2 separate regions of the Danio rerio genome follow, and region 1 is linked to region 2. The links are chromatin contacts, called in public HiChIP or PLAC-seq maps. All regions are on one chromosome and are shown on one strand. Each heading gives the region's core, a stretch centred on a gene start, on an enhancer-like site or on the middle of the called end of the contact. The rest is flanking DNA. Distances are from core to core; before and after follow the strand shown.

The links. HiChIP or PLAC-seq counts read pairs in DNA pulled down with a chosen protein or histone mark.
Region 1: a contact with region 2 is called in an H3K4me3 HiChIP or PLAC-seq map of embryo, with 7 times the contacts expected there. The contact joins the enhancer-like site here to the promoter of sox4a in region 2. A contact is called at or near these places in 5 of 18 Hi-C or Micro-C datasets (caudal fin, embryo and hematopoietic stem cells) and 2 of 4 datasets of contacts at active chromatin or transcription factors (caudal fin and embryo).

Annotation. Positions count from the first base shown.
Region 1 is chr19:31,528,751-31,535,904 of GRCz12tu, reverse strand. LOC141379118 (a long non-coding RNA gene) reads left to right here. Exons shown (of 3, transcript XR_012395110.1): 3 at 5,349-7,154. Among named protein-coding and RNA genes, the nearest start is that of e2f3, 230 kb to the left of the region's middle. Within about 2 kb of position 2,089, at least 8 of the 62 cell types and tissues checked have an H3K27ac peak or open chromatin away from gene starts, as enhancers often do.
Region 2 is chr19:31,206,709-31,213,273 of GRCz12tu, reverse strand. sox4a (SRY-box transcription factor 4a) reads left to right here and starts at 1,926. Exons shown (of 1, transcript NM_213122.2): 1 at 1,926-5,186. The coding sequence starts at 2,327. The coding sequence ends at 3,418.

The DNA of each region.
Region 1 (7,154 bases), core at 840-3,339, 320 kb before region 2:
ATGTCATCCAAAAAATAAAAAATAAATAAACTGTTCTTCTAATCTTTAATTGAAAACTGTAAAAGCACTTCCTGTTTTTTTCAGTTAATTTGCCAGATTACATATATTTTAGGAATTGGAACTTTTTCAGTTTTGACAACATAAATGGTGAAAAGGAGAAGTCAGTTAGGTTGTAATAACTCTCCCCAAACCTTTTCCAACTATTCTGAATCAAGTGTCTGCTTTACTACATCCATTCAGCTTGTAGTAGAAAAAAACAAGCCATGCTCACTGTTGTGTCATTTAATATTCCATTTTTCTAGGAACTGCATCACAATACAAAAAATTATGGCCGCAGCTTCTGGTTCATGGGGACTTTAAACTTAAACTTACAGAAAGGTGAACTTTTGATGCAGTTTTAAAAATAATCTATATTTTAATAATATTTTAACACCACAGTTAACATTGCAAATGTAAGATAATGTCACAGAAGAGCAAAGTCATCAATTGCAGAATAATAGCTTTGTTAAACAGCTTATTAACACACTTTTTTAGTTATATGCAGAAATTACATTATTGGATGATCAAAGCTTTTAATAATGCAATATAAATGTAATGTGATACAAAATATAACAGTTGCAACTAATACAGTTATTTTTGTATACAAAGTGCTTTAAAAATTCAATAACAAAGAATGCTAGTAAAATAATGTATATATTTTTAATTGTCATAAAATAAAATGACTTCATGTTTAGAGCAATAACAAAGATCTGCCATGGGGTAAGAAATATTGGTTTCATTTTGCAGTGCTTTCCCTACATAGACTTCACTAGGTTACGCCGTCCAAGTATATTTCGTGACACTTTTTTTTTTTTTTTTTTGCTAATACTGTCATCCTTTCACACTATATTGTAATCTAATATAACCTTTTTGTCACTTAAAAAATGTGTCCCGGTGGGTTTCAAAATTTTCTAAAATATCCAGGATTCAACTTTTGCTTTTTAAAGCTGTTGTTTCTTATTCATATGCGTTTTTGCATTATCTTTTTACTTAAGCCTACTTTCGCTTGGCTTTGCAGCTGACTGCACACACACAGTCGTGAGAGAAACATTCAATAAATCATTCTTGAATTTAATTGGCTCAGAAAAACTTTACCATATACTCGGAGAGGAGGGAATAACTGGTCTAAACTGGCTGCAAAATATATGGACACCATTAGTAATCGTTCATCAACGCATTTGCCTTAACTTATTTTATCTACACATTTTAACCTTGTAATTATTATAATTTTTAAAGATTTTGACTGTAATTCTTCTCATTTGCCGTATATTTTATTAAGTTTATGATGTCAGGCTATATTACATAGGCTATTTTATATCTAAAATGCTTTTGCATTCTTGTTTGCTTTGAACTTGAAATTAATAATGAATCAAATTATTGTTAAAAATATAATAGTTTTGTTTATCGCATAAAGTTAACTATTTATGTGATGTGGGTAAATGGTGGGTTTCAATCCTGCTACCACTGCAAGTCTATTTCAATCCTATGGGAAGCACTATTTTGAGTTGAGTTTTTTCTTCATAACCCATTGCAAGATCTTATTTTAAGAATAAACTCCTTGAAAAATATAATTTCAAATCTTTTACTATTGGTAAATTCATTATTTGGTAAATACATATAATTTCAAAATGATGAGATATTTGTACTCTAAAACAGCAAAAATATTTTAAAACACATTCATAAAAAACTTTAATTTATCTTTAAAGTATCAACTAAAACATTGGCAAATCCATTGATTTAATACCTGCACATCCTGAATACACAAAACCAGCCAATCAGATTGTATCATGCTATTTTGAGACAGAGATTGCCATTTTTGTGTGCAATATGTCTCAGACAGTCGATGAACGGTCAGTAGGCGGGCAGACTCCACCACTCTCAATCTCTCTCTCTCTCTCTCTCAATGTGTCCTTCTCCAGCATGTCAGTCCATGGCTCAATTTTCCATTTTTACTTATGATCTGCAGTGAGACTGACCCCTGACAGGAGAGGGTCACACGGCAATGCCCATTTACAACTGGTAGTCATGGCAGCAGTGTGGAATGCTGGGAGTGACAGGTCTGGTGAATGCAGTCTGGATACTGGCCTAAACCAACTGTGAAGAGTCTGGAGATTTGTGCCGCATGTTATATGTGTTTCAGTGTAGGTCAGCTGAGTATCAATTACTATTTTTTTATTTAAAGTCTTTCAGGTATTCAAATAAACCTAGAAACACCATTTCGGATATTGAATGTTCGTTTCTTTTCATCTCATTTCAAACAAAAGCATGCTGTCAGATTAGGTCATTAAAGATTTTGTATGTCTCTAATTTAGTAATTACTTAACAACATAATTTATTTTGTATGATCTGAATTGTTTTTGTAATAATAACAACAGTAAATAATAATAGCTTTTTTCAGAAAATGTTCAAAACTTGCTTTTATATTGCAGTGCTGTTGTGGAGGTTTGCCAGCTTGTTTCTATGTGGTTGCTAAGGAGCTCTGAGTAGTAGGGATGAATGCTATTTATATTGAATATTGGCCACAAATTATAGAATCCGATTTATTTTAGCAATCTAATGCCAGACTCTGGAAATAAAAAGTATTTTTTTTCTTATTTTTATTGTTATTTTATTGTAAACATTAAAATAATATTTATTTACATAATTTATTTATAATTTTATCATTTATATATTTATTTATACATATTTATGTATTAATATCACCTTTTGTGAGCATCAACTTGTTGAACTAATTGAACTAATTAAAAAATAATCAACCATATTTATCAGAATTCTTATTGAAAAAATGGGAGATTGCATTTAGATTAAAGGTTCAAGTCACCCTGGAGTACTTTTTTGAGATTTTAACAGATTTGTGTGTGTTGGGCACAGGTTAAGACAATGTTAGCGCCTGTCAGCTTTAATTGTTGGGAAAACTGGATAATTTTGAGCTTTTGTTAGCTAATTTTATCTTTTGGGTTTAAAATCCTTATTGGGGCGAGATCAAAATCGATAACGTAGCACACATCTGCACACATCTGCTAGTGATGATGCATCGGTTTCTCATTAGTATTCATAGTGGAGTTTTCTTATCCTATAAGAAGACCCTGCTTAATTATTCATGACTGCACATGCTTTCTGATGACAAACTAATATGGATTTATGTTATCATTTGTTATCAGGTGCTACAGGTGGTTCATATACATCTGATGATATCATCATTTATAATCTAGTTCTTCTTTGACTATAGCACTTTATTCACTGCAAGCCAGTTTTTAAGCATCTAATGCACTTTTACCAATCTTCATTTAGTTTTAAATAATAATAAAACAAAATGTATGTATTTTTTTTATATAGAAATTTACCACGTGTTGAGTTTCCTCTTAAAATTTCCTCATTGGACGGTAGTGAGATTAATAATGTTTACTGCTACTAATATCTTAGTATCTAGTTAGATGGTAAACTGTTATTTAATACTTACATAAATTAATGGCTGAAAAAAGTTCCGTATTGGTTTTCTTTCCAGAAAAAAGTCTTGTAATTTGGTTAAATTAACAATATGACAAATTTTTGGATGCTCAAAATACGCCATTTAATAGTCATCACTGTCAACTGTATTCCTTATTGAATTGGCCTTCTCTTCAATCAAGTTATCAAATTAATTGGTAATTGGTAAAATCAGACCAATCAGTGAGCAAAGTATGGCAATTTGCCTTTAGCTCCACCCATGAGGCATAGAGAATGGCATAATGTAATTAAACATGAGTATTTCCTGTATAGACCTTTTTCTTCGTTGCTGCATGGAGAGCACCATAGCAAACATCGTCTTTTGGTATGGATGCTTAAAACTTCCATTTACAGCATTTACAGCCAGTAAATTATAATCAGAAAATAGTTGTCAATACCATTTTGAGTGGCTTACAGAGTGTTTTTGTGATCCACAACTTTTGATTTTGAAAGGTGTGTGTTAAAGCCGTTATACTTCTGTCAGATGTGGTTCAAGTGCAAGAGAAAAACCTTCTCCTCATTCACTGTTTTATAGTCTTACTAGCCATAAGTGGGCAAAATTGAGTGATGATTGTCTTGCTAAAAAGTCAACTGAAAGTATCGCCAGTAAATTTTGCCTTATCTTGTAGCAAGCAACAGCAAAGTACAAAATGATGTTAGTTATACAATATACATGTTAGTTTCAGTGTTCTGTATTTTTATAATTATAATTATTTAAATTTTTTATAATAATAAGCTACACTATTTCCCTAATTTAAATTTGACATGTTTAAAGTAGATAATTTTAATATAATAATTAAAATTTTATTTGTGTTTACTGTTTGCTTCAGAGAAAAAGTTGTTTCATTTCTGAATATTTTAAAATACATTTGAATAAATGTTTAAGTTAGTTAATATCTTTTCAGTTTTTTGTAACTAATACTCACTGCATTTTAGCAGTACGAAGCTACGATACAGATTATTGAGCTGAAGCTTGACTACAAAATTAAATCGCAATATCCGTCAAAAAATAAAAAAATAAAAATAAATCGCAATTAGATATTTTTACCAAATCGCACAGCCTTATTGTGTCAAACATTTTGGTGTCTTACATTTAGTTTGGGCTGGGTATATATTTGAAAAAAAAACACCAAACCATTGCTTTAGCGACAACGTTGCTCGCAAAATAATGTTTTTCATTCATATTAGATCACATTTATCACAAGTCCAGGAGGCGGTGCTAATCGACAGCAATTTTGTTCAAAGATGTTAAAAACAAGTAAATAGATCAAAACTATCCTTTTGAAGCTGTCCAAACGTGACTGTTTATACCACAGGTCTCAAAATGTATTTCTGGAAGGTCGCAGCTCTGCAGTTTTGCTCCAACCCTAATTGAGCACAGCTGATCCAACCAATCAAGATGGTCAAGTCTACGAAAGACTACTAAATCAGCTGTGTTTGATTAGGGTTTGAGCAAAACTGCAGAGCTGCAGCCTTCCAGGAATTGCTTTGAGACCTATGATTTATATGCATCAAGCTGCCGATCAGAAGTTCTTGGCATCCTCATTACGCATACACGCAAAGCATAATAGGTAATTTTGCATTCTAAGAAAAAGGTCTATATGAATGGAGATCAAAATTAGAGATCAACCTACTATTTCCTATTTAATTTTTTTTTCTAACATTAGGCACATGTGCTTATGATACTACGGTACTGTCGCTCCTTCCACTTGCAGTTGTACAGTACATAGATTTTAGATTTCCGAGTTTCAGTCAATACTGTCCCAGTTTGACACTTTTGTTCCCTTGCCTGAATTTTTCTCCTTTTCCTGTTTATATTCCAGCACACTGTAGCTTGTTAGTCTGGGCAGCAGGCAGCGATGAGGTCTTCCAGTTTGAGGTGGATGAAGGTGGTGTTCCTGAGCAGTGGCTGTCTGTCTGTTAAAAGGAGTCCCCCTGCTTCGCTCTGCAGTGACCCCGACTGTAATGATGCATCTGTGAAGGCACACACACTCACACACATGGAAATTACCCTACGGCATGCAGCCAACACATCCGTTGGTAGGTGATCTAGGCCGGCTGTGTATTTACATCAGCGAGACATTCCAATTACGTTCTCTTTAGGAATCCTCGTTTTCCTACCTTTTTTTTTCCATGGCCGTGTCCTGCTTAGCTTTGTCCACCTTGCGCCTAGTGAGTCCCCACAGCTTTGGTGATGAATCACTCCTGGACAACAAGTCTTCAATAGAAGGAGGCTGGTATTGTGTTGAGGCACTCTGCCATGGATCTTGTTATAATAGAGCTGAGAGTGCATCCTGCAAAAGCAAATGTCAATGCCACTCCCTAGGGCTGCGCACAATAGCCTCCTGTTTTTCTCTACCATGATGCCTCGGCGACAACCAGCATATACAAAGCCACATGCAACTCTGCATGCTGTTATTGTCGGTGTTTCCATGGTAACATCCAAAAGGGGCATTGAATGAAATCCCATTTAGTCGGGTAACTCTCACCTGTGGGGTTAGGAACAGTGCCGAGGTGTGGAATGGACTGGAGAAGTGTGGAAGTGTAATCAAAGGATGTTTCGAGCGCCTGAGGTGGTCCGTGTTGAGCGCAGAGCCCATCTGATGCTCTTTGGTCGACGTAGGTTGGATTAGTGTGTTTACATTTGACCGTAAGTGAAGAAAGTCGTTGAACTGAAATATTTATCAAGGAACGAATCACACCGTTGGGCCCGAGAGAGTCGCTGCCAGTGACACTTCACTTCAAACGTGTTTGTGTTCAGTCATCTTAGGTTTTCCCCTCACAGATTCTCATTGACCTAAAAGCCCATTCAACCTTCTTAGACCATGCCCAGGGTCAGAAAGGGTGTTAAGTATAGATGAGATGAGCTTGGCAACATCCAATACAGACTCATCTTCACAAATGGAAACTTAAACTTCAAACAAATGACATATATATATACCATTTCAAAGGGAATTTTTATAAAAGCCCATCAGCCATATGACAGGTTTTCTGAGGACTCATGTGTTGTGACAGGCCTTAACACCCTCTGGCAGAGCTCTGATTGGTTGAATGACTGAAGCATGGTGATTTTTTTGTCTTAAATTGCTTCTCTACCTGTGTCTGCTTGAGGCTAAGAATTTAAGCTCGCTGAACCGTAAGTCAATCCATAAAATGGTCAAATGTCAGGTGAACATAAATGTTCCTTGACTTACGCTCTTTCAGACACTTTATGATGTCTGGAAAAAAAATATCTGTGTAATCATGTTGTTACATCAGTGGTGTTCCACAGGACACTATGAATTTCAAATAGAAAGCTGAATATCTAGACTCAGGATTGAGGTCAGTTTTAAATTATGAAACGAAATCTGATGTTGAATCTAAAATGATGTTTCTAGGCAATCACCAACTGTTTTTTCAGTGGATGACAAGCTGACAAAACATTGCTGCAACTCTGATACTCTGTTTCAATTATGGAGAAAATTAAAAGCACCGCAGTGTTTTTTTTTTCTGAGATAATAGTCTATTGAATTGTGTATTGAGCACACAAAACATGTAGCTGATTGGTTAATTCTTGTCACATGATGTGCATGCTCAAATAATGAACTTGCACTCGGAAAAGATGTGATATGTGAACGGCCGCCATCATT
Region 2 (6,565 bases), core at 677-3,176:
TTGTTCTATAGACTGTCAAAAAAATTGCTGAAAGGGGCTAATAATTGTCCCTAATATTGCTTTAAAAAAATAAAAAAACTGCTTCTATTCTAGCCGAAATAAAACAAATAAGACTTTCTCTAAAAGAAAAAAACAAACAAACAAAAAAAACAAAAAAAAAAAAACAATCAGACTTACTGTGAAAATTTCCCTGTTCTGTTAAACATCATTTGGGAAATATTTAAAAAGGAAAAAATAAAAAGGGGGCTAATAATTCTGTCTATACAGTATATATACAAAATATATAAATAATATCCGTATAAGATACAAATAGATACGTTTTAATAAAATAAACTTATATTTAAAAAAAATTCTTTTCAATAGTCTAAATCATCCCCCAAACTGACTAAAATTGAGCAATTAACATAAAGAACCTGCTTTGATTGTCTGGATTATAGGCAAATAGAAGCAAATGTTAACATTGTGAGACAGACACCTAATTTTACAGATGTGGCAAGAACAGGCAACAGCTCCAACCTTTGACTCACCTGGAGAAAATAATGGTCGTGTGGCCTGGTGTGTTCCTGAGGTGTAACTGCTAAAGTAAATAATCGTAAGTGTAGCAGGCTGGCCATCTGTCCCTGTGATGAGACACGATAAGGTAAGCTCATGTGCATTCTCTCCCAGCACACCTGTTTAAACAGTCAAAGGTGTTTGATTACTGTATTCAAAATCATACGGCCACATAATCGCCTCAGCAAATGTCACGCACTCGGTGCACTTTTAGTGTGGTAAATGGTTAACAATTCTTTAAAACTCTGAATAGTTCAGCTATGAGGTCATTAAACTATTGATTTCAGTTATATTGACTGAAGGTTTAGGAAATGACTGTCTGCTTAGAGGAGATAGTGAAGATGCATGGCTTTATCTCACAATAATGTGAGAATGGACTGCTTTTGTTGTTATTTTCTATTCATGATAGATGACTTGATTACGTAATGCATATTCAGATCTGTTTTTATCAAGTTAAACAGTTATTCGAGGCAGACACTTTCAGTGTGGAACAACAACTGATGCTTTGAGCTCGACTTTGGCTCTACTGCGCCATCTAGAGGCATAAACGAGAGCCGTTTTGAACAGTCATGATGCCAAATGCTGTTTCCTCATCTCTTTCATTTGACTGTCTGCTGTGTGAGAGCATTCAGAAATCAGCTTCATTCTAGGAGCTAGAAATACACAGTTTGGAAGGATGTGCTACTCTAAATCGGCTGTTTAAGAAACGTACACTGCTGGAAACCTATGTATTATTTTGTATTATTTGCAACCAGTGCGCGTGACACTAACATAAACAAGAACATGCTGCCTTTGAATGAAGAAGCGCGTGGCATGTGCGCGCACTGTCTGTCTCTGTGTGTAAATAAATAAAACGCGCGGCTTTGTGAATATTACTTTGTAAGACATTGTGTGTTTTAAAAACTACAATTTATTAATTTTGCAACGTAATATTGTAAATGCCTAGTATTTTAAGCCTCTCTGTGATTTTTGTTACATCAGCAGTGAGACTAAGTAAACACTTGATTGTGAAAAGCCGAGTTTAATAACACTGTTTTAATCACTCACAATCAAACATCAGAATTGCTTATCCGAACTTAGACACCCTTGCCAAATTCAGCGTGCGATCTAGGAAAGGGGGGCCGCATAATGTGCCTTTAAAACTAAGTTTGCAGTGTAGATGGAATGAGGTCAGACAGAAAGCTTCTCATTGCACGCGCCGATTATTATTAGATACTATATTCAGCCAATGGAAAGCGACGGGGCGCGGCTTTGGCTGAGGATAGGCTAGTGACAGCAGCTGATTGGCTGGATTCTCTTTCCTTTATACCTTCGGAAGAGAATAAATCCTTGTGAGGCGGTTTAGCAGAAGTATTGAAAGTTGTGAAGGGTGATCGGAAGCTCAGAGCATGAAAAAGTGCAGTCGTCTAAACCTACCGCATGGTCATACGACAAACTATGCTGAAGACACTTGTCCGTTTCCATTAAACGGCTTCAGATACTTTGCGTCCAGAGCGCACTCTGGGTTCGTTTTCAGTCGAACCGGCAGTTGAACGACAGACTGTTGATTTTGACGAGATTGCCAGGATTGACAGAGCTCCTGACTGGGATATGCGCTTTGCGGATGGCGCGCTGAACCAAAAGACAGCAGAAGCAGCAACTTTGTTTCCACATTGACCAAAGCATATTTTATACAAGAGTGAAGAAGAAAGACTCTTAGCGCTTTCAACGCGTCTAGCGCTGCAGCACGTGTAGGATTTTTGTGCGCAATTAAAAGTTGAGACTGTTGTAGTGCATGGGCACAGACCTGGCTATGGTGGAGCAGACGCACACCAGCAGCAGCAGCAGTAGCGACGTGCTCCCCGGCGACTCCATTGATTCTGGGGAGATGGACTTAGACATGGACGCCTCTCCGACTCCAGGCTCTCCAAATTCAGCCGGTGATAAAATGGACATTGCCTGGTGCAAAACCCCATCGGGACACATCAAGAGGCCAATGAACGCATTCATGGTCTGGTCGCAGATTGAGAGGCGCAAGATTATGGAGCAGTCGCCGGACATGCACAACGCGGAGATCTCCAAGAGACTCGGCAAGCGCTGGAAACTTTTAAAAGACAGCGACAAGATCCCCTTCATCCGCGAGGCCGAGCGCCTGCGGCTCAAGCACATGGCAGACTATCCAGACTACAAATATCGACCTCGGAAGAAGGTGAAGTCATCCAGCGGAAAGACTGGAGAGAAGGCGGAGCGCGTGAGCGCTAGCCCCGGCGCCAAGTCTGCATCCAAAAAGAGCTCGAAAACTCTCAGCAGGACGCACAGAAAGTCCACAACGCTCGAGCTGACCTCACACTCCGTCCCTGCAGACCACCACGCACTCTACAAATCCAGGTCCGTGTCCGCCGCCAAACAAATCCCAGAGAAACCAGCAAAGCGCGGGCATGTGTACGGGGGATGCAGCACAGACAGCAGCCCGCCCTCTGTCGCGGTGCCGGCCAGTCCCACCCTGAGCAGCTCGGCGGAATCCAGCGACCCGCTGAGCTTGTACGAGGACGGGCTCGCGAGCGGAAAGGAAGACGCGGAGCCTGCCGCGCGCTTCAAGTACACCCGCGCGCCGTCTCCGACGCCCTCCGCCTCGCACTCGTACTCCTCGCAGTCATCCTCCTCGGATGAGGAGTTCGAGGACGAGCTGGCGGACCCCAGCCCTGGCTTTGACAGCTTCAGCACCTTTGGCACAGCGCCTCTGGACAGAGATTTGGAGTTCAACTTTGAGTCGGGCTCCGGCTCGCACTTTGAGTTCCCCGACTACTGCACACCAGAGGTGAGCGAGTTGATGATATCAGGGGACTGGCTCGAATCCACGATATCTAACTTGGTGTTCACTTATTGAGCGCTAGTTATGAAAGGACAGCTTTGAGAGAAAAAAAAAACACTCAAAATGACTGGAGGGCTGCAAACTCCTCCGAGACGAGTCAGACGACGAGTCAACGACATGATTCCTCGTGTTTATCATGCATCAGATACTGTGGGTTTTCATTATCCACTGACAAGAGTGCAGATGAAAGTGCTTAGCTTGCTCGTTTGGTGCTGGAGGGAGGCGCGCTTTGGACGCAGAGGAAGGCATTGCGCGGTGGCGAGTTGACGTTGTGCGCCCTCTTCGACTTAAAAAGGGACGTTTTTAAAGAGAAAAAAAAGTCTGGTCTGAATGCTTGTTGTGCTGGAGGTACTGAGCGGAGAGCATGCGAGCGATTCATTTGCTCGCGCTTGAGATTGTTTACCAGAATCGTTTGTTAGACCAGAGTCGCATGCTTTCATTACGATTTAACTACGAAAGGCTGTCGAGAAGCGTAACTGATGTTGATTGATTCTTTGAAACCGAATGGCAGACGCAAAAACAAACACAATCACCAGCTTTTCTGTCGTCATGACATCAGGATTCAGACGCAACTCAGATGATTCGACTCTTTTACACTACAAATCAGGACCAAAATTCATCAGAGGAGCGTTTATTCTCTCTCTCTCTATCTCTCTCTCTCTCTGTCTGCTTTTTACTTTTTCATCCTCGAGTAACTTTTCTGCGCTGGCATTTTTATACTCTCGATGTATTTATAACGGCCAAACATTGCTCCTCTAACTCCCCTCAGTCCGTTGTGTTCTAGTCAGTCTGTTGTGTGTATAGGCTACTACACATGCACATGTCCGTCTGTCTCGCGGAAGGGCTAGACTTGTTTCGTATTATTTAATTGATGACCTCTCACATGGAACGGAGATTAAATGTTTCATTATTTTCTGAGTGTATTTTTGTACAAAATCTATCGAGGGGGTGTCAATCGGTGAATATCGCTGTTTGGATTTCCGATTTTTAAAAGCAGGGGGTTGGGTTGTCTCCAAAATCTGCCCCCTAAACATGTTTACAGTGTCAATCCACAGGCTTCTTAAAGAGACAGTATCTGCATTTCAACGACCAATCGTCATTAGCCTACGATGCGCGCGCTGAGTGAGGTGTTTTATGTAGCTGCAGCAGCGAAGGCTGCGATTTATTGGGGATACTGTACCTTTTGAATACCGACTTCTTTGTGCTTTTTCTAGTGACACGTTTCGGTTTGAACCACTGGATGGAATTACAGATACGGTCGAAATGCCTATAATTCATGAACAATGAAGTACATCTTCACTCCATAATTGTACAAGGATATTTAATCTTTTCTACTTGTTGGCTAAATGTAGCTAATTGTTTTAGTATATTATGGCATGGCGAATAGCATTTTGTATTTCTCAATTCAGGTTTATGTAGAGCAGTTGTGTTTAAGGCAGAGGATCAACATGAAGATTTCTATGTACAATGACTGTAAAATAAGTAAAAGATTGCGTGTTTATGTCTGACAATGATATATCATGACAGGAGCGAGAACATATATCTTTATACATCCCTATGTTTAAGAGTGTTGTTCATGACTTTTGGAATATATAGATATGTTTTATTGTTTCATTTTGTGCAATATGCTGTGTACAATATTGTTTTGTCTTGCCATACCATATCTCAACATTTGAGTAGTGAACTCAAAAAGCCAGCCAATTGTGTCAAGTCACTGCCTGTCAGACCTCTGTACAGAACTTTGTCTTTTTCCAAGAAGGAAATAAAATCAGCTGGAACTGAACGTCTTACGTTGCAAGACTATTTCTCTTCACAGTTAAACACTTCATAAAAGTAAAGAATAAGCCTGCACCACAATGCTTCACTTTTGACAGCAGTATTGCCTCACTACACCAACACTGAAAGAAAAAATAATGGCTTCACGCTTATCACACTCGAAGCAAAACAACCACACTGCATACATTTTTTAAAATAAAGGTTTTATATTGACATTAATGGTTTCAGGAAGAACATTTAACATCCAAACTCAGCAAAACAGTTATTCATACTAAAATATGGTTCTGTTTCTAAGGAATAGTTTACTGAACAAGTCTTTGAGGGCACATAATGTGGCATCACAGTGAAAACCCCTTTGGAATCTTTCATTTTTAATAGAAATCATAATTTTATCCTAAATGTTTGCATGTTTTATCTTTTCAATCAAATTTATATAGCAGCAACTTTCCAAATTGCTTTATAAGAGCAAAACAAAATGATCATGACACAGCTGTAAACAAAGCCCTTGTTAGTTTCTAAAATGCAACGTGCTCTCAAGAAATGCTTTAAAAACTCTCTGGTTTTCAATATTAAGCTCAAAGCTTCAATATGAACACAGTTAATTATTAACTTCACTCTTCTGCATCACTGCTTTGTTTAGTTCATAACACACACACACACACAGGAGCACACCAAAACATTGACCAGCAGGTCTGATGCAAACAGAGCAACGAGGAACCATTCCATAATGACATACACTTCTTCAGTCTTTAAGTAAACATCCATCCATCCATCGCTCCCCATGTCCGCAATAAGACACAGGCGAATGGCTACGTGACAATCCAGACGTTACAGACACACAATAATCACATTACACGGCCGCAATACGACATGTTTACATGAGAGAAAAATAGATCAGATGGTTTGTCAGTGTCTCAAGAGCTGAGTGTTCCAGCAACTCGGGCCTGAGTCATTATCTAGCATCATCCCGGCTGATAGCGCAGGGTGTGAACCTAATGCCCTAGTCAAGTGTGAGCATGGATGCACACTGCAGCACGAGGGTCTAGACATGGGCTCTGTGGGGGAGGAGTGCGAGACAGATGAGATGTCTCTGCCGGGAGGCTACATTGGGGGCGCTCAAGTGGATTGTTCAGCAGGGATGACTGCTGAAACCAATTAATTCCTTCTGGGTGCACTGGTTTGTGTCGGGAGCGGGGAGGGGGGGGTCTCTCGAAAGATTTCGTGTTAATCTGTTTACATCCCCCAAATGAGAAAAGAGACAGGAAGCTGTTTGAATACCACAGTTGTGTAAAGTTGAGATATGAATGCATCAGGCTGTCAAGCACACTTGGATGATGGATTGTGAAGGGGTGATGGTTGCAACAAGCTCATGTATCTGTGTGTTGC